Linked DNA regions of Ovis aries: region 2 is linked to region 1. A link is a contact called in public Hi-C data. All regions are on one chromosome and are shown on one strand. Each heading gives the region's core, a stretch centred on a gene start, on an enhancer-like site or on the middle of the called end of the contact. The rest is flanking DNA. Distances are from core to core; before and after follow the strand shown.

Region 1 (4,286 bases), core at 383-2,882:
TATCTGAAAACAGAATGACTTCTGGGGTCCAGGTGAGCAGGGAAGACAGCAGGGAATGCTGGACGCCTCCTCCACCACCTTGCCCTGGGCTGCAGCCCCTACTACTGGACACCTCTGGGCCTTTGCCTCTGCTGTTTGCCCTCTTGATCTCCTAACCTTTTCCCAGGCATGCAGCCTTCAAGACCCAGACCAAACATCAGGACTGTCATGAAATCCTTCGGGTCCTCCATCTCCCCCCATAGGGCTTGTCGGCCCATCTCCAAGCTTTCCGAGCACCTTTCACCTGTACTGTGAACCCTTTCACTCCTGCCCCAGTGATCTGGCTCCTCGTGTGTATCCATCAGCCACCACATTGGAGGCAGCAGACCTGGATGTGCATTCTGACTCCCAGCTTGTTAGGGGTGAGACACTGGGCAACCACCTACCCCTGCCCCCAGTGTCTTTGCAGGTGGGCGCAGCCACCTGGCAGGGTGTGTAGAGACTGTGTCTGGACCATCACTGAGCCCCTTCCCTCCCTCCCTTCTCACCTCAGTCTCCCTAATCTAGCAAGAGCCCACACACGCTGGCTTCTAAGCATCCTTCCTCTGTATCCTCTGGGCTTCTGGGATCCATCTGAAGGTCTAAAGCATGAGGGGTCAACTATCTTTGTATTTTTTTCCCTTCTCCCCTCATTTCACGTCTTCATTCTCTTGTATGTGTGTGGTCAGTCCTCAGTCGTGTCTGACTCTTTGCGGCCCCATGGACTGTAGCTGAATTTCCCAGGCGAGAAAACGGGATCGGGTTGCCATTTCCTGTTCCAGGGGATCTTCCTGACCCAGGTATCAAACCCGTGTCTCTTGAGCCTCCTGCTTTGGCAGGCAGATGCTTTACCACTGTGCCACCTGGGAAGCCCTCGTTCTCTAGCACAGGGCTATCAAATAGTGGGGAGGGGTCCCTCAGTGTGAAGCTGAGGAGTGGGGGGAACAGAGGCCAAGCAGCAGGGGGAGAGTTCTGGGGGCCAGGCCTGGACTCTGTGCTTGGCTAAGCCTTGGTCTACAGTTCTAAATGCCCTCTACTTTTAATTCTGAAGCATTTCAATGGGCATGATCCCTCCCACATCAGAGAACACAGGGAAGGGACAGGGGATGAGGGTGGGCGGGGAGCTGGGGGATCCAGTGCATCAGGAGGAAAAGAGGAAACAGCCCCAGTAGCCTGAGCTGCTGGCTCAGTGACCAGGTGACCCGGGGCTGACTCATCCTGAGCTCTTGGGGGTGTAGGGGGTGTGGGGGTGGGAGTCGGGTTGAGAGTGGGGGTGGTGAGCATGTCACAGTCTAGATTCTGTCGGGTTGACCTTTCCTGGGAAAAGTAGCAAAGGCACTCAGCTGGGAGTCCCCCACCCCTGGATTCCCCTCAAGATGCTCCTTCCCTCCAGCGTCTGAGTCAGGCCTGAGCCACCCTGCTGGCCCTGTCCCTGCCCCTTCTTCAGAAGGGAAGCCCAGACATGTCCTTTCCTGCTCAGCGTTTACTCAGAACCATGCTGTGACGGAAGCCGCCGCTCACTGGCCTTGGCTGTGTGCCAGGTGCAGCGTAAGCATTTCACTTTCTCACCGCAACCCTTGGGGGCAGGGGCCCTCCAGCCCCACCTAACGTATGAGGAGACAGAGGTTCACGGAGGTGAACTCACTTGACCAAGTTCTGAAAGGGCCTTGACATAGCGGGGACTCATTCCTGAGTCTGTGGGCCCCCAACACAGTTAATCACCATGGCACTCTCTCTGAAACTGATGTGGTGGGGCAGTGATGAGGGGAGCCGAGGAAGGGGTACACCAGGAAGATCATCTGTCCCCCCATGTGGTCAGGTTGGTCACCACGGCTGGGTTTCCTGAGGGGATGGCACCCAAGGCTGTCAATAAGACTTGGGGAGACCTGAGTGGGGCAGATCAGTCCTGAATTGGAAGGACTGATGCTGAAGCTGAAACTCCAATCCTTTGGCCACCTGATGCAAAAAGCTGACTCATTTGAAAAGACCCTGATGCTGGGAAGGATTGAAGGTGGGAGAAGAAGGGGATGACAGAGGATGAGATGGCTGGATGGCATCACGACTCAATGGGCATGAGTTTGAGTAAACTCCAGGAGCTGGTGATGGACAGGGAGGCCTGGCGTGCTGCAGTCCATGGGGTTGCAAAGTGAATGTGACTGAGCGACTGAACTGAACTGAGTGGGGCAGATGTGGGAGGTGCAGCTGATCTGGGCTGAGAAACAACTGTGGGGCAGTGAGGAAGCTGGCCCAAAAAGCAGAGGGGAGCGGCCCGAGGCCCCAGAACCTTCAGGAAGGGAGGGAGTGGGCAGGTGCCCAGGCCCTATCTGGTAGGGAGGACAGAGAACTGACATCTATTGAAGATGCCTGCCATGGGCCGAGTTATGTGCTGGGAGCCAGGCACCCAGATCAGGATGTGTTTCAGCCTGAGGAAGCCTCGTGGAGTGGGGGAGGCAGGCGAGGGTCCATAGCATCAGGGCAATACCAGACGCACTGCCGGAGACAGACGTGTATAAGATGGACTGGTAGCGCAGAGGGGTGGTGGGCGTGGGCTGGGAAGGATGTGGGAATGACTAAGAAGAGTTCCTGTTTGAGCTGAATCTTGAATGGCGAGCAGTAGTTCACCAGGCAGCGTGGAGAAGCTGTTGGGAGGTGGGGACAGCACCTGGGCAAAGGCAGGGAGGAGGAGGACAGATGGGCTGGGCCTCTGGAAGGAGCAGCAGAGGGTTAGGGTTAGAGTGAACCCGGTGGGGAATGACCACAGGGTTCATCCCGTGGCTCACGAGTCAGTGGAGTGTGAAGCTGAGGAGTGACTGAGATAAACCCTTGATAGGTATCAGAGAAATGACTCTGGCAGTCAGTCTGGGAGATGGACAAGTGTGGGGGCTGGGATTGATGGGGAGGCTGGAAGATCCTTTCTTGAGGATGACAGATGGGGAGTCCTGCTAACAGTTACACCTGATGCCCATCCCACCACGTTGAATCTGGGCATGTCAAATGGGGCAGGTGTGCACCCTGGCTCCCTGCTCCTGGGTGCTGACCAAGGAAAAGGTGAAGCTGGGTGGCCCAGGATGCTGCAGATGGAGGCAGGAGGACACGGGCCAGAATGAACTTGTCAAGGGCCTGCTTTGTGCCAGACCCTAGGCTGGGCGCTTTGCCTGCCAGGCAGATGTCTTCTGCTCACGCTTAAGATGAAAAGCTGGAGGGTCAGAGAGAGTGAGTAAGCTACCCCCAGGGCACCTGGCTGATGAGCTGGAACTGCACGCTGAGCCCCTCTGACCTTAGAGCTTTTGGACTCTGCCAGGCTTGTGGTTTCCCCCAGCTCTGAGATAGCTGCTGCTCTCAGCAAATAATGATCTCAATTGCATGCCAGATGCTGGGGGTGGGGGTGGGGGGATCTGGGTGAATTAGGCATGGCAGCTGGGTGCACAGAGTCCACAGTTCCACATAGGAGAGGCACTACACACACACACACACACACACACACACACACACACACACACACGCAAGATATAAAATGGCCCAAGGGAAAAACAAACATAACCCTTGGAAGAGACAGTCTCCACTGGGACTTGGAATGCTCCTACAGAGGTGGCTCAGAAACCCTTTTCCTCCCTGTCTACGCACATCTTATGCCGTATTCCGTTTTCTTTTCAACTTTGCTCACTTTAAAACAAGGGAACACAGGGTCTGAAAAGAGGCTCCCCATTCTTGCTTGCATATGCTTTGCCTGGAATCCAGTGATAATTCCCTGCTGTGGCTAGCATATCCTCTCTTTGGCCCTGAGAGGCAATACTTTTCTCATTCCCTTGAAAGTGAAAGTGTTAGTAGCTCAGTCATATCCAACTCTGTGACCCCACGGATTGTAGCCTGCCAGCTCCTTTGTCCATGAAATTCTCAGGGCAAGAATACTGGAGTGGGTTGCCATTCCCTCTCCAAGGGATCTTCCCAACCCGAGGATCGAACCTGGGTTCTCTGATATGGCAGGCATATTCTTTACCATCTGAGCCTGAGGCTTAGAGGGAGGGACCTGGACTTGTACAGGTTCGTTTGGACCCAGATCCAGGCAGCCTTCTGCGGTTTTGCCTCCCAAGTTGAATGAAAATGCACTAGTCTATGTAGTAGGAATTTTAATTTAAAAGCATCAGACCAATTAGGTTCCCAACTGGAACATTAAATATTTAAAATTCTTTCATAGAGTTTAGTTACAGTCTGGCCACTGTAGAGCTGAGGAGTGAATGGCCTCATGGTTCACGTGCCCCTACTCATCA
Region 2 (4,424 bases), core at 684-3,183, 370 kb before region 1:
TGATGTGTACATATCTATATTGTATATATGTGATGAAATGCATTGGCTTTTTGTGCAAACACAATCTGCTCTCTGTACTGCTGTTGGCCAGTCAGTGTTTTAATGTTTCTACAGTTTTGCTATTGCACGATTTCATATTTTGCCTCTATGATGAACGGCACCCACTCTTTGTAACTGTTTAGTGCTGTAAAGAAATATTCAAGTGTCATTAGGATTGTTGCTGCCAGAAGTGATATGCATGAATGGCACTTAAAATAAATATATTATGTTAACTCTATTTACAACACCAATTGGTCTGTGTCATTTGCTGCAGTTGAGGGAACATGATTGGAGCTCGTCCAGAAGCAGAAAGCCTGCAGTCTGTCCTTCCTTGGAGTCTCGGAGATTGTGTCCCACGTATTGCTGCCTCAGAACAGTCATTGCTGCTGTCTGCTGACCATCTCACTTGCTCTGTGAACTTGGGAAAATTATTTCCTCTCAGCCTCATTTTCCTCATTTACAGTTCCTATAAAGTGAGAATAATGCCTGCCTCCTAGAGTTGTAGAGGGATTAAATTGATTAAGGCATTTAGAACAGTACCCGGAAGATAAAAAGTACTCAGTATATGCCAGGTGCTATGCTAAGTAGAGTCTGTTCTTATCATCTTACCTGTGAGAACAACTCACACAGAGGTGTGAAGGCATCCCCAGATCCTTTGTTGACAAGTAGTAGAGCTAAGGTTAGAATCCAGATCATTTGACTCCAACCTCATGTTCTCTTACACCATCCGCATCATTCCAGGGGAATTACCCCGGACCCTAGACTTGCCCCCAGCACTGCCTTCCCAGAGAGCTCCTTCCAAAAGGTGAAAGTGGAGCTTCTTAATATCTGTGGAGCCCAGAGTGTCAGGCATTCCCCTGAGAAATCCAGAGATGAGAAAGCCACAGTTCCTATCTGTAGGGGGGTGCAGACTTCCCATGACAGGGAGCAAATGCCAGCACAGAGACACTGCCCAGGGAAGCTACTCTGCAGGTGCAGGAAGATTCTGGGGGTGAGCAGTTAGGTCATACTGAGGCTGGGGCATTGGCTTAGGGAAACCTTGGAGTGGGCATGGGCTATTTTGAGTCCTCGTAGGGTTGTAGATGGACAGGGAAGGCATTTCCATTTACACCACTATCCTGAGCCAGGCTGGGAAGCTAGAGTAGCATGGAGAAGGGGTGGGGTTGAAGCCAGAGACGTGATGGATTGCTAGTCAAGAGTCAAGCACCACTGATCCTATGGGATGAGTGGTAGTGTCCCAACCTGATGATGGAAACATGCGGGACGACACTGATGGAAGACCAACAGCGCTGGTGGGAAATGGACTTGAAGCTATGGTCTGTCTCAGGAACGGGAGGACTTCCTACCAATCCGATGATCCTGCCCGAGACCTCTCCCTGCTTCTGACTTAACCCATACAACCCTGTCTGCTTCAGGTTCCCTTTTGTCTGAGCATCTCAGCACTGAGTGTCATTCTACTGGCTAAAGATACATGCTCTGTAAAACACTGCCCTTGGATGCAAGTCAGCTACTTCTAAGACAGATTGTAACCAAGAATTAGGAAAAATGGCCCTGGTGGCTCAGACGGCAAAAGCGTCTGTCTACAATGCGGGAGACCCGGGTTCAATCCCTGGGTTGGGAAGATCCCCTGGAGAAGGAAATGGCAATCCACTCCAGTACTATTGCCTGGAAAATCCACTGGACAGAGGAGCCTGGTAGGCTACAGTCCACGGGGTCACAAAGAGTCGGACACGACTGAGCAACTTCACTTTCACTTTGGGCTTACTGAGGCACTGTGTTTATCTCCAACATGATTTTCCAGAGGATTTTGGACTTAACCTCCTGGTATCTCTCCCTCCATATGATAAGCAGCTAGTCAACCACACATTTGGTAAGGGAGTGCACCAGAGCCAGAGTCCAACCCCAGGTCAAGGCTGCTTTGGCCCTGCTCTCAAGCTGTGTCCCCGAGTAGCGCTGACCCCAGAAGTCAGCGTAGCGCAGTCACCGTGTATTCCTTGTTTCTTTACATTACTTACTCCAAGTACTTGATGCAGGTGATCAGATTTCCCCTTCAGCTGTGTGGTAGATAACTCTTGTTATCCACCTACTGTAAAGGAAGAATCTGAGCCGCAAAGTGATTAAGTCACCTGCCCTGGGTGACTTAATATCTCCATAATGATATCTTAATAATAATATCTCAAACCCAGGCCATCCAGCCCCTTATCTCAAACCCAGGCCGTCCAGCCCCAATGCCTGGACTCTGCTGCGCTGCTATGTTGCCATACCAGGCAAGGAACTGGAGCCTTAGAACAAAGCCATGAGGCTGCAGTAAGGAGCAGAGGCCGCCAGAGGGCGCAGGGCCACCAGCTGTGTGCTTTTACTTGTTTGGAAGGCTTCCTTTACCACAAGTGCTGTGTTCTCTCCTCTGCAGCCCCCACAGAGCTGTGTGCTCCTCCAGATAGATAGGGACCCCCAGGGCCCAGCTCTCAGAATCTGTTCTCTCATCATGAGAGCTTTCTGGAGGGAGCCAAGGAGCCCCCTCTAGTCTGGAGTGGGGCCCACTCTAGAGCAGCCTCTGAGCAGAGACATCACTTTGCCAATAAAGGTCCATCTAGTCAAAGCTATGGCTTTTCCAGTAGTCATGTACGGATGTGAGAGTTGGACTATAAAGAAGGCTGAGTGCCGAAGAATTGATGCTTTCCAACAGTGTGCTGGAGAAGACTCTTGAGAGTTCCTTGGACGGCAAGGAGATCAAAGCAGTCAATCCTAAAGGAAATCAACCCTGAATATTCATTGGAAGGACTGATGCTGAAGCTGAAGCTCCAATACTTAAGCCATCTGATGTGAAGAGCTGACTCATTAAAAAGAGCCTGATGCTTGGAAAGATTGAGGACAGGAGGAGAACGGGGCAACAGAGAATGAGATGGTTGGATGGCATCACTGACTCAAAAGACATGAGTTTGAGCAAACTGGGCAAGATAGTGAAGGACAAGGAAGCCTGATGTGCTGGAATCCATGGGGTTGCAAAGAGTCGGACGTAACTTACCTACAGAACAACACCTGAGCCTGCTGCCCTGGCTCAGCCCCAGTGGTGCCCACTGTCCCCTACTCCAAGGTTAGGGTGGGGAAGGCCACCCTGCATCCACCCCAGCTGAGTTTCCTGAGGCTCTGCTCTTCTGGGACCTCAGCTGATGCATTATTTGGGCAGGTGTGGGGAGGGCCATGGTCAGGCCAGCCACAAGCCTTGCCACTGTACATCCACCCTTGTCCTCCCACCCCTCCCTCCGAGCACCTCCCGCCCCGTGCCCGCACTCACACATCAACCCCTTTGGCCATCACGAACATTATGATTATTGCCACTATTTGCCAGGCCCTGTGCCCAGCACTTGACAGCCGTTATCTGAGTTAGCACTCCCAGTGCCTTGGAGGTTGATGTCATTTATCTCCTTTTTACTGCTGGACATTGCCATTCAGAGAGGTGAAGTCATTTGCCCAAGGTCACCGTCGTGAGAGGTTGGCAAGGGGATGGGAACCCAGAGCTGCCTTACTCTGGTCTGCTCTTGGCACCAAGGCCTATGACCTCTTCCACAACACTCCCTGGTTGCCCTTGACCTTCCTCGCGGCCAGTCTCCACACCCATCCCAACGCACCCCACCCTAGCCTGAGCTGACGTCACTGGGTGAATGCCACCCCTCTTAGGACGCAGCCCCCAGAAGGTCAGAGAGGCAACTTCCTGTCTCAACAATGGCAATAAAGACGTCCGAGGACACTTCTCACCCTTCCCACCCCTGAGTGACGTCCACAGGCAGAGGCTTTCCTGGGAATGGTCCTCCGAGAGCGTGTGAGTGTGTGAGCTGTGTGATGGGTGGGGGCGGGGGCCGTGTGTGTGGAGGTCCTGTAAGTCAGGGTAACTGCGGGTGCTGATTGTGCTTGTGTGGCCTTCCGAGCATGTGCGCGAGACCTTGTGTGTGCTTGTGTGTCTGTGCCTGGGTATGTGTGTTGCCTGTATGATTGTGACTGTGTGCCTTGGTGTGCCTGTGTGTGATCACGAACCGCAGACAGGAGAGAAAGCATTCTGTCGGAAGGGAGGGCCGGATGGCTCCTAACCTCATCAGCCACTTGTGTCTTCCCCTGTGGCCCCCGTCCTGGGAGACAACTTGCCTGGGATAGAGCTGGGGTTAGGATCCTCAGATCTGTTCTTCCCCCTTTCTCATCATATTCCTGGCCTGGCCTCTGTCACTGCTCCTCCCTGCTGTGGCCCTTTGGACAGGCACCCAGATCTATCTATGCTACCCGTTCCTGCCCCCGGGCAGTTCCTACCCTCCTCCTTGTTCCCCCACCCGCAGATTTCCTGGTCAGACCAGAAACTGGTCTACTGTGAGCTGCTGGCCTATGCCTGAGCATGT

Evidence for each region. A called contact is a pair of places that touch in the nucleus more often than the background predicts.
Region 2: a contact with region 1 is called in a Hi-C map of blood, with 2.7 times the contacts expected there. The contact joins two enhancer-like sites. A contact is called at or near these places in 2 of 16 Hi-C or Micro-C datasets (blood and tail adipose tissue).

Annotation. Positions count from the first base shown.
Region 1 is chr1:16,330,272-16,334,557 of ARS-UI_Ramb_v3.0, reverse strand. All of the region lies in intron 3 of HIVEP3 (HIVEP zinc finger 3), which reads left to right. Among named protein-coding and RNA genes, the nearest start is that of HIVEP3, 260 kb to the left of the region's middle. Within about 2 kb of position 1,632, at least 19 of the 54 cell types and tissues checked have an H3K27ac peak or open chromatin away from gene starts, as enhancers often do.
Region 2 is chr1:16,700,125-16,704,548 of ARS-UI_Ramb_v3.0, reverse strand. It overlaps FOXJ3 (forkhead box J3), which reads left to right. Exons shown (of 12, transcript XM_060398115.1): 12 at 1-277. Among named protein-coding and RNA genes, the nearest start is that of GUCA2A, 8.4 kb to the right of the region's middle. Within about 2 kb of position 1,933, at least 4 of the 54 cell types and tissues checked have an H3K27ac peak or open chromatin away from gene starts, as enhancers often do.